Linked DNA regions of Pan troglodytes: region 1 is linked to region 2. A link is a contact called in public Hi-C data. All regions are on one chromosome and are shown on one strand. Each heading gives the region's core, a stretch centred on a gene start, on an enhancer-like site or on the middle of the called end of the contact. The rest is flanking DNA. Distances are from core to core; before and after follow the strand shown.

Evidence for each region. A called contact is a pair of places that touch in the nucleus more often than the background predicts.
Region 1: a Hi-C map of stem cell-derived neural progenitor cells shows a contact between it and region 2, with 3 times the contacts expected there. The contact joins two enhancer-like sites. A contact is called at or near these places in 5 of 7 Hi-C or Micro-C datasets (blood, induced pluripotent stem cells, a lymphoblastoid cell line and 1 more) and 1 of 1 other capture datasets (stem cell-derived neural stem cells).

Annotation. Positions count from the first base shown.
Region 1 is chr16:49,536,792-49,542,693 of NHGRI_mPanTro3-v2.0_pri, forward strand. It overlaps CGNL1 (cingulin like 1), which reads left to right. Exons shown (of 18, transcript XM_054666969.1): 12 at 3,603-3,764. Among named protein-coding and RNA genes, the nearest start is that of MYZAP, 64 kb to the right of the region's middle. Within about 2 kb of position 2,545, at least 2 of the 24 cell types and tissues checked have an H3K27ac peak or open chromatin away from gene starts, as enhancers often do. A contact at or near this core is called in stem cell-derived neural progenitor cells, where this site is marked.
Region 2 is chr16:49,366,855-49,372,669 of NHGRI_mPanTro3-v2.0_pri, forward strand. No RefSeq gene overlaps it. Among named protein-coding and RNA genes, the nearest start is that of CGNL1, 19 kb to the right of the region's middle. Within about 2 kb of position 1,692, at least 5 of the 24 cell types and tissues checked have an H3K27ac peak or open chromatin away from gene starts, as enhancers often do. A contact at or near this core is called in stem cell-derived neural progenitor cells, where this site is marked.

The DNA.
Region 1 (5,902 bases), core at 1,295-3,794, 170 kb after region 2:
TGCTTTCATGTTTTAATTTAATCCTAGAATAGGGATTACAGTAACTGACTGTTTTTTGGCCATTGATTTTTGAAAATACAGACTTTTATTGGCATGAGGGTGGCGGACAAGAGTTTCACAACAACAATAATGGCGAATAAAAGAAATCCTCAGGAATTTATGAGTATTGAAATGATTAAAACATTGGTTTTATATGTAAGAATAATTGAGCAAAGAAACCCAAATGCTAGCTCCCTTCAGGCTTGGCCTCTCAAGAACTGAGAAAAAGAAAGGGGATGTTTTTGATTGTTTTAATGGAAAGCTGGAGGCTTCAAAATGTAAGTACAGCCTATGCTGATTTCTAGCTATACCTCTTGCCAACTGGGTCACCTTGAGCAACTTAACCCCAGTTTTCTGAGCATATGTTTCTACCTCTTTAAAAATATACCAAATATTAGTGACTTAATTAAATGAGATAATATGTGAGACTGTGTAGCAGCGAGTCTGTACATCCTGGACACTTCATAAATATTAATTTCCTTTTCTTTAATTTTAGGGGCTTATTGTTTTTCATGAACAGTGCCGAGAGCACCAAGATTCCACAGGAAAACATTTTTTTTCTTTAAAAAACAAACTTTAATTTCTTTGATGATCAAAGAAAAGTCACCCATGAGTCAGTGCTGAAACTGTGTAAAAGAACAATAGATATTTATTGCAGGCTTCTAGAACACTCTTGAAAGGCCCCTGATAATGGATCCCCTTTGGCTCAGGGTTATATGATACAGGACTCCAAGTAAGAAGTGAAATTAGCGCACTTACATCACAGTTCTCTTTGGTATTAAAAAAAAAATCACGTTCATTACTACAGCACAGAGGCAGAAGGATTCAGGTATCTGCCAGAACACCAACAAGCACCTGGTCTGATTTGACTTCAAAAGATCACAGTGTCACAGTGACCCCTGAAAAGTACTTCCCGTTGCGTTTTATATAAGATTTTTATGATAGAATCCTTGGGTTGGAAGGAAACATAGAGATCCTCTAGTTAGATAAGGAAACTGAGGTCCGGAGAGACTAGTTAAGGCCAGATGGAGACCAGTATTGTTTATAAAAGAGCAGTCCTTCCAAAAAAAAAAAAAAAAAAAAAAGGATTCCTTGCAAGGGAAATAAAGATGGCCCTTCCTGGATTTTTCTCACTGATGCAGCCCTGTGAGACACTGTTTCCATGTGAGCAACAGACATGGACACCTCATCATTCTGCAGGGAAACTGCAGTGAGATACCACCCTTGACTAAGATGGTAGAGTGATGGAGTTGTTTAAAACAAAAGTGAATTAACAAGCCAAGGTCACTCTGGATCCTTAAAAAACTCAAGCTCAACTCTGTTCACTGCCCCTCTGCTTGTGTTTTGATTGAGCTGGTTGAAGATCTTGGTTAAAAAAAACCCCAAAAGCTACAGGAGTCCTTTCTAAGTACTCTAATAGTGGCTGCCTTTGCTTTGAGAGAAATAGGCATTTTTCACCCATTCTACCTCTGACAAGCATGATCTTTAGAGAATCGAGACTTAGTGATTACCATTGTTCAGTTTATTTTCTAAATCTCTTTTAGCAAAGGGTGATTTTAACTACTTAAATGTAGCACTAGGAAGTTCAAAAGTTGTTTGCTTGCTTATGATTCAGGATACATTGTTCACAGACACCATGCTAGTTAATCTCTTCTGCCGGCCCTCGTCTTCTGCCGGCCCTCGTCAAGGGCTCTGAGTATGACGGGGCCCTTACCGGGTGTTAGGAGGGACCTGCTGGGTGTGGAAGGTGGGGCTGTGCTGAGCAGTGGAGGAGGGCACGCTGGGCATTGGGAAGGGGGACAGGAAGGAAACGCAGGCTGCACATTTGCCTGTCATTCTTTCTGACCCTCACACTCATGTTCTTTTTGGGTATTATCTCATTTGATTCTCATAATAGCTTTAAAAGGCTGATTTTATAATTATCCCAATTTTGTGAATGAGGAAACTGAGTCATAGAGCGTTTTTGTTTTTGTTTTTTGTTTTTTTTTAACACTCCGGAATATAGCACATCCTCTGTATCCAGAAAATGTCCCATCACTGTTTTCCATGGGGTGATTTTCATTCTGTGCTTTCATGTACTTTCTGTCATGGTAACCACCAAAACCGATGTGGGTCTTCATCTGGTGATGTCATCTTCAAGGCTAGGCTGTTCTCGTAGAAATGCCCGGTGCTCCTGTCAGCCTCCCAGAGAAGAACACATTTCCTCAAGTTTTTCCACGGGTTCTCCAAAGCTGTCCTCAACTACTGGGGCTTTCCAACTCTCCTGTGACAGACACTGCAGAAGGGTGGCATTCTGTAGTGGAGATGGCCATTCGCTTTCATATACTCTTAAGGAAACAGACCCCCTGGTGTATTCTATTCCTGAGACTAGCTCTACTCAATACTAGTACCAACTCCAAGAGGGTAGGACACTTAGAACAAAGCAGACAGCCTGTGGCTTCACCAGATCAGCCTACACAGATGTTTAAGGAAGACCTACTGTGCCCTGAGCTGGCTGGTCTCCCCAGGGAGCTTCTAGAGAAGTTCAAGACACAGACTGGCCCTTGTGAATCAAGCTGTTTTGTCTGTTGCACTTTCTTCAAAGCTGTTAGTTGAGTGCCACCTTGTGGATGGAAAAAAAACAACGTTATAAATTAAGCTAGCTAATCATGTTCTTCTACAAAGCAGTGGCTTTCCCTAATGTGCCTGTGTATGTTGTTAGGTTTTTTGCCAGTAGGTTGCTTTGCGGTCATTAATTCAGTTGTGTGTTCTTTTTCACTGAGTTGAAACCTCTTTTGAGGTGACAGTGATATAGGTAGACAATAAATTACCCCCTGGGAAACATGTATTTAGTTAAGGGGCTCTTGAGAGTTTTTAACATGACCTAGTAAAAACGACATTTTGCATTCAGCTGGGCACGGTGGCTCATGCCTGCAATCCCAATACTTTGGGAGACTGAGGCGGGCATCACCTGAGTTGAGAAGTTCGAGACCAGCCTGGCCACCATGGTGAAGCTCCATCTGTACTAAAAATACAAAAATTAGCTCAGTGTGGTGGCATGCACCTGTAATCCCAGCTACTTGGGAGGCTGAGGCAGGAGAATTGTTTGAACTCAGGAGATGGAGGCTGCAGTTAGCCAAGATCGCACCACTGCACACCAGCCTGGGCAACAAAGCAAGACTCCATCTCAAAAAAAAAGACAGAAAAAAACTATATCTTGCAACCCAGGAATACACGCATCTGCACAAATATATGAATGTCTAGCACAAAAGATTTGCAAATCAGTATTTGCTAATACTCTGCTATTTTTTCTGTTCTATTTAATTAAAAAATGCTGGTCAACATCTACCAAATAGAATTTGTAAACTAATAGGTTGCTGCCTGTAGCTGGAAAAGCCCCTCTTTTTACAAAAAGGAAAGTGAGGCCCAGAGGGAGGTAGGACTTCCTCAAGGTCTTCTGATCTCCCATATTGTGGGGGTCCAGCTGATCTTCCTTTTGGTGGGGTCAGCCTGTGCACTGTCTGTGGAGGTCTCTATGCCCTTGATGCACCCCAGAAAACCATCCCAGCTGTCTCTCCTCCTAGATGCGTCTGATGGAGGAAGAGTTACGGGACTACCAGAGAGCTCAGGATGAAGCACTCACAAAAAGGCAGCTTCTGGAGCAGACGCTGAAGGACCTGGAGTATGAGCTGGAAGCCAAGAGTCACCTCAAAGATGACCGCAGCAGACTGGTCAAGCAGATGGAGGTCTGTGGGCCGCACAGTGTGAGCTGGGGGACCTGCAGAGAGCGAGGCTGGGCCACGAGAGAAGCAGCCTCTTTGCTCTCAGCTCAGCCTTTGGGAAGTCTTGGGTTTTTATTCTCTCCCGCAGCTGGGTTTAGTGAGGTTATTTCTTGATTGAAGGAAGGGGCCAGTCATTTATAGACTCTGGACATCAGAGCTAGAAGGAATGATGGATATAATTTAGTCTAACATTCTCATTGTCTTGAGAGGAAATGGAACAGATTCCCAGGGACATTAGGTGATTTTGCCTAAGGGCACAGATAGTTCCTTTTCTGTTTGTTCTTTGGGGCAGTGCTTCCAGCTAACTAGAAGGAACCAGACTGCTGCATGTCCAGAGAGGAGCCTCCTAGGAATCGTCGTCCTTCATTTGCCACACCACATTCTCCATTCTTGCTTCCTGTTTCTGGCCCATTTTCCCTTATAGGTTATTGGGCTTTGCCAGAGCTCGCAGCACACTGTGGCTCAATTTACTGTCGTATACATAGTATGTACATAGTCCAAGACAGCATATCAGAAAGTGCTGAATGCACTCACCAGATGGGGGTGATCTAGTCACAAGCTGAAAACACCACATATTAGAAAAATGTAAATGAAGTAACAGAATCTAAGTGTGAACAGTTCACTGAGGTTGACAAGAAGAACCTTAGAATCACTCCATCTGAACTTTTAAAAAAGAATAATTCTTAGGAGCAAAACTAACTCCCAGAAACACACACACACACACACGCCCCAGTAGAATTTAGAGAGAGGGAGAGACACTGAAAAAATGGAATTGAGAGAGACACTAAAAAATAGTCTCAGTCTTTTCAGAGAAGTTAAAATTGTCAAAGTTTTGATAAAAGACAGTGCTCAAGGCCATGGAGAGATGGCTTAAATTCAAAATCAATGGAATTCCTGATTCAACTTTGCAAATAAACAGAAATAATTTTTAAAACGTCCAGGGGACTTAGAAGCTGTTTATATCTAGGGAGTGTTGTTTAAGTCATTGAAGATTTTATTAGATGGGCCTCTTTTAGAGACCAGAATAACCTGATTACAGTTTTATTGCTCTTTTGTTGGACTGCTGTACATTTTGCTAATGTCCTGTCTCTGATCTCTTTAGGGGAGGTAATTTTAAGGCAAGCTAAGGTCAACCCACTTAACTAGAAACTGATTATTCTAGGGCCTTAAACAACCTGGCTCAAAACAAGCTAAAGCCCCTTCAGGCAGTGGAGGAAGAACCTTTGGAGTAATGGCCCTGGCCGGCACCCTTAACACTCCTGCTGGGTTCTGTGCAGTATGGCTTTTAGGCAAGAAGAGAGTCTTATAAAGAGGTGCTTTTAGCTGGTGATTGGGTTGTTAGGTCATTTCCACTGCTATATCCTGACTAAAGAGATCGTTTCCTTTGGCCGACTTAGGTCTAGAAGGAGTGGCATAGCTAAGCTTCATTTGCCCCTTTGCAATATTTAGCTATTTTCTCATTAATTACAAAATGAATGGCTCTGAAGACCCTGCTACCATGAGATGCACTTGAGGGGTGTTTCGTCCCCTAAGAGGCGGCTAGCAGGACCATCTTGCTGTGACTACGTCTTGCCTGCTCCTTCACTAGCACTTAAATTAATTTTCAAGACTCAAGAGCTCTCCTAACGACACACATTTTCTGTAAACTCAGGTGGCTGTTGTATGTAAATGCAGCTCTTGTGGATCCTGAGTGATGTCTGACTATAGTGAGACTGGTCTTGGAGGCATCAGGAACCACTGAATAAACAGGACGCTTCGGTGCAGGGCCCAGCTCCAATCCAAGTTGGCCTTTGAGATGCTTGGCTCCTGGGTGAGGGTTTTCTAGCTTCCCTATAGGTTTTGATCACTACCTGGGGGCCGTTCACAGACAGTTAGTCACTCACAGGAATCCTGGGTGTTTTATTGTGATAAATAGAATAATATTTAGGGATAGAGGTGCCCATTGCTTGTCAATCCACTTTGGCAATTGCAGAGACAATATTTATATACAAATGCTGCAGGTTCACATTTAAAACTTGGAATGCCAATTGCTTTTTAGCATTTGTGGCTCTGAGTTTACTTAGACCTATGACAGATTGGCTGGTGACAGGAGAAACATGTGC
Region 2 (5,815 bases), core at 442-2,941:
CCCACTGCAATCCTTCACCCCCGGGCTCCCCTTGGTTTCCCTGCCTCACCCACAGTCATTGGCCTTAGCTGGTAAAGGGCAGCTTGAGCCAGTGCGTCCTCGGAACGTTAGTCCCAGCCAGTTTTTGCTGACTCCTCTCCCTTCCCAGCCGCCATGGCAAGTGGGTGCCCAGTCCCACAGCAGCCTCTCTTTCCTAAGTAAAATCCCACCCCCCGTGGCTAACTGTTCACAACCTGAAGGAAGAAATGTTCTACTTTCAAAGGAAAAACAGCCCTCCTTCCATGTAGCTCGCCAGCTGCCCACCGCTAGCCAGGTGTCGCTTGCAATCCATGGACACCGTTCCCGTAGCAACCCCAGGTGACTGTCACAGCTGCCCCTGACACAAACTGCTTTAGCAAAGGGGTGTCAAAAAATATTTTAAAAACAAGTTTTAAACACAATTTTTAGGGAGAAATCAAGAGGGTTCTCAACTGAGGTAATTGACCGACTTGGTGGGGGTTCAGTCCATGAATGTAGCTTCACTCTTGTGGCTATTAATGGCAGGGAGGTGGGGGGACAGTTGGTATAAAGGCAATGAGACTACATATCAAGATGGAAGGGGGCCTCCTAGGCTTGGCATGGTATTTGGAAACCTTGACTAGCCTTTTATGCCTAATGCTGTTTGGAAATCTTGCTGGGAATCACAGAAGCTATAGATGCTTAATGGTGTCAGCATTGATATGCGCCACCATCAGCTTGAATTACATATTAACTACCCATCTGCATTTAATCCCTATACCTGGACATCTTCTGATGAGACGAGCTATTTCCTCTCTCTCCTCTCTTGTACTCTCCAGTGGATAAGTGAGTTTCTCTCCATGCCTTCTCTGGAGTGGGCTGTTTCGCCCACTGGAGGGGGATTCTCAAGGTCTCCACCACTCCTTGGAAAAATGGGGTGAGGACTCCAGGGCTGGGAAAGGGAAAGTGTAAGATGATCCTGAACCAGTTTATGGTGCCTGGAAGTAAGGAAATGCTAGAAAAATGGTGAGAACATGTCAGAAGATCACAGGAGCCAGCCTGAAAGGGCTCAAAACAGCCAAACCTAGGGAATCTGAGCAATAAGAGAAATAATAACAGTGGATTGTGACCTGTAGAGTACAATGGATGTATTCTGCTAAGTGAGAGAAGCCAGACCCCAAAGTCTACATACTCAAATCCACTTATATGACATTCTGGAAAAGGCAAAACTATAAGGACAAAAACCAGATCAGTGGTTGCCAAAAATAGGAGGTGTGGGGGGGTTGATTAAGCTGTATGAGGGATTTTGGGTGCTGATGCAGCTGTTCTGTTGCATGACTGTGGTGTAGATACATGACTCTACATTGTCAAAACTCATAGAACTGCAAACTACGGAGAGTGAATTTTACTGAATGTAAATTTTAAAAAATTAAGATGTTTGGGAGCCCCAAATGGAACCCAATTACAAATAAACCCAACCAGGCTGGGCATGGTGGCTCACACAGGTAATCCTAGCACTTTGGGAGGCCGAGGTGGGCAGATTGCCTGAGCCCAGGAGTTTGAGACCAGCCTGGGGAACATAGCAAAATCCCGTCTCTACAAAAAATACAAAATTAGCCAGGCATGGTGGCGCATGCCTGCAGTCCTAGCTACTCAGGGACTGAGGCGAGAGGATCACTTAAGCCTAGGAGATTGAGGCTGCAATGAGCTGAGATCATGCCACTACATTCCATACATTCCAGCCTCAATGACAGAGTGAGTCCCTGACTCTTAAAAGTAAAAAAAAAAACAAAAGAACCCAACCATAATACAGATGAATAACATAACCACACTGAAGGGGGTAGGGAAGAAAAGAACCAACCTGAGTACCCAGGGAAAATAGGGTTTTGACTTGATACACAAATACTGTATGGTTAATACACTTCTCATGGGCGGGGGGTGGAGGTTAGGAATTCTGCAACTACTTTCTGTGTATACTAAAGCTGAAAAAATAGGTACAGCTGACCCTTCAACAACACAAGCTTAAACTTCAAGGGTGCACTTATCCAAGGATTGTCTTTCACTTCTGCCACCCTCGAGGTAGCAAGACCAACCCCTCTTCTTTCTCCTCCTCAGCCTGCTCAGTGTAAAGACGATGAGGATGAAGACCTTTAGGATGACCACCTTCTACTTAATGAACAGTAAATATATTTTCTCTTTTTTATGATTTTCTTAAGAACATTTCATTTTCTCTAACTGTATTTTAAGAATATGTAATAAATACATGCAAATCAACTTATCAGTAAGGCTTCTAGTCAACAGTATGCTATTAGTATTAATAGTTAAGTTTATGGGGAGTCAAAAGTTATATGTAGATTTTTAGCCAGGTATCATGGTGCGTGCCTATAGTCCTATCTACTGGGAGGCTGACGCAGGAGGATTGCTTAAGCTGAGGAGTTTGAGGCTGCCATGAGCAATGATTGTGCCACTGCACTCCAGCCTGGACAACAGTGCAAGACTCTATTAAAATTTTTTTTTAATTATCTGTGGTTTTTTGATTCCACATAGGAGTGGCATCCCAACCCTCACATTATTCAAGGGTCATCTGTAAATGTATTAAAGATGTTGAGAGCCAGGTTTCTCACCGCCAAAGAAGTTACAAATAAGAGGAAGGGGGGCTACAATGAACCCTGTCATGCTGGATTGGAATCTGAGATATCACAGTATGAATTTGTTTTTTAACATTTTATGTATATACAGTTACAGAAATATAGATGTGCATGGCTTAGTATACATATGTATTATTTCAAGCTCTGTTCTCTATGAGGCCCTAGAAGCAATGACATCCAGTGACAATAAACACACTCAGTGCCCAGATTTTTGTTTCTAAATAAAAGGAACCAGGCCTCCCTGGAGCAGTGATTGATTCCAGGCTCCTAGGCAGGGAAAACACAAGAAGAGCCTGGAACATCTTGAAATGCAAGAAAGTAAGGAAGTGCTCATGAAAGGATGGGGCAGGTCACAAGTGTGCAGGACCCAACCTGAAAGAGCTCCCCGTGGCCAAGCTGGGACAATTTGAGCAATAAAATAATGATGGTATTATAATCCATAAAATAAATATCCATGAGTCCATACTCATATAAACAAGCAAACAAATGGATGAGAAAGGACAGTAATTCTCTAGATAGAATTTCAATTACTTATAATAATAAATGAGGAAATCATGATAATTAATGAGGGAAATAAAAAATCACCATTAGGCAAACACTACAGTAATAATTATTACAGGCACAATCTACTAATAGATGTTAAGATGACTGGGCAAAAATTTGAGGTGAATCAGGATATTTGCGTAGCCTTAAACTATCTCTTCCAAGATATTTATTAATTACAAAGGTAAAAATAGTACCTTTACAGTGAAGAAACCCAGCAGACACAACTTTAACCAGGCGACCAAGGTTAACATCACCAGTGGTAGGACATAGCAGCATCCTATCCCACTAACAATATGCATTGAGGGTTTGTTACCTTGGTGATATTCTTCAAAGGATGGATAACCTACATTTAATCTTGAGAAAACATCAGATAAACTCCAAATGAGGGAGATTCTACAAAGTAACTGACCAGTACTCCTCAAAAATGTCAAGATCATGAAAGACAAGGAAAGATAGAGGAATTATCACAGATGGGGGAAGACCACAGACCTGACCACTAAGTGCAGTGTGGGATCCTGAGTGGCTCCTGAAGAAGAAAGGAGAAGTTAGATAACTAGATAGACAACTAGTGACAATTTAATAAGCTCTGTCAATTATATAGTAGTATTGCCTTTATGTTAATTTCCTGATTTTTTTTTTTTTCTTTTTGAGACGGAGTCTGGCTGTTACCCAAGCTGGATGCAGTGGCACCATCTTGGCTTACTGCAACCTCCACCTCCTGAATTCAAGCGATTCTCCTGCCTCAGCCTCCCGAGTAGCTGGGATTACAGGTGCGTGCCACCATGCCCAGCTAATTTCTGTATTTTTAGTAGAGATGGGGTTTCACCCTGTTGGCCAGGCTGGTCTCAAACTCCTGATCTCAAGTGATCTGGCTGCCTTGGCCTCCCAAAGTGCTGGGATTACAGGCGTGAGCCACTGCGCCCGACCAGTTTCCTGATTTTGATCTTTGTACTTTGGGTGATGTAAGATGTCAACACTTGGGAGATTTGGGTGAAGGATTATGGGAATTCTTTATACTACTTTTCCAAATTTTTTTCAAGTCTGAAATCATTTCAAGATGAAAAGTTGAAAAAAATCGAGGGTCAGAAAGTACATAGTATGCTTCTTTTCCATAAGAATATTAGAGAAATAAGTATTTATATTTTATTTTAATTTGCTTGTATTTGCTTATAAAAGCACTGGAAAGATAAATGAGAAATGAATAAAAACTGTTACTTATGGGCGACCAGATGAGGAATGTGTGAATGGGGCAGAGTGAGAGTGAGGCTTCTCTGTGTACACCTTTTTAAATTATGTAAATATACTATCTATCCTCTGTCTCAAAAACCAAAACCCCAAAAAACTAAATCACCTTATAGTTCATAAAGGCAAAGATATTTTATTTCATAGTTTCTCACAATGAAATAAATAGTAATTATCCTATGAGGTAGTTACTATTATCATATCATTACCATTTTAGACATGAGTAAATGAGGGCACATATGTATAAATAACTTATTCAAAGTCATTAGCTAATGAGGCCGGGCACAATGGCTCAGGCCTGTAATCCTAGCACTTTGGGAGGCCGAGGTGGGCAGATCACTTGAGGACAGAAGTTTGAGACCAGCCTGGGCAATATGATGAAACCTAGTCTCTACTAAAAATACAAAATTAGCTGGGCATGGTGGCAGGTGCCTGTAATCCCAGCTACTTGGAAGGCTGAGGCAGGAGAATCGCTTGAACCCGGGAGATGGAAGATGGAGGTTGCACTGAGCCGAGATTGTGCATTGCACTCTAACCTGGGCAGCAGAGCAAAACTTCCTCTCAGAAAACAAAAACAAAAAAACAGTCATTAGCTAATGAGACCCCAGAACCTGCACAGGGAGATTACCAACAGGGAAAGCAGATTTCAGAAAATGCAGCCTGGCCAACATGGTGAAACCTCGTCTCTACTAAAAATACAAAAATTAGCTGGGTGTGGTGGTGTGTGCCTGTAGTCCCAGCTACTTGGGAGGCTGAGGCAGGAGAATCGCTTGAACCTGGGAGGCAGAGGTTGCAGTGGGCTGAGATGGCGCCACTGCACTCTAGCCTGGGTGACAGAACTTTTGGGAGGCCAAAGTGGGCAGATCACTTGAGGTCAGGAGTTAGAGACCAGCCTGGGCAACATGGTGAAACCCCATCTCTACTAAAATACAAAAATTAGCCGGGTGTGGTGGCACTGGCATGCAATCCCAGCTACTCGGGAAGCTGAAGCAGGATAATTGCTTGAACTTGGGAGGTGGAGGTTGCAGTGAGCCAAGATTGCACCATTGCATTCCAGCCTGGGAGGCAGAGTGAGACTCTGTCTCCAAAAAAAAAAAAAAAAAAAAAAAAAAAAATTCAGAAAATGGTATGGAAAAGAAAGGCATGGTCCTATGGCCAGAGACTTGAAAGGGAGTTCCAGAAGAAAGAAAACTTCCCACTGTCTTAGTCAGCTTAAGACTTTGTGGCTTAAACAACAGACATTTATTTCTCATGCTTCTGGAACCTGGGAAGTCCAAGACCAGGGTGCTGGAAGACTCAATCCTTGATAAGGTCCCACTTTTTGGCTTTTAGTCAGCTGCGTTCTTGCTGTATCCTCATGTGACACAGACACTGGTTTCCTC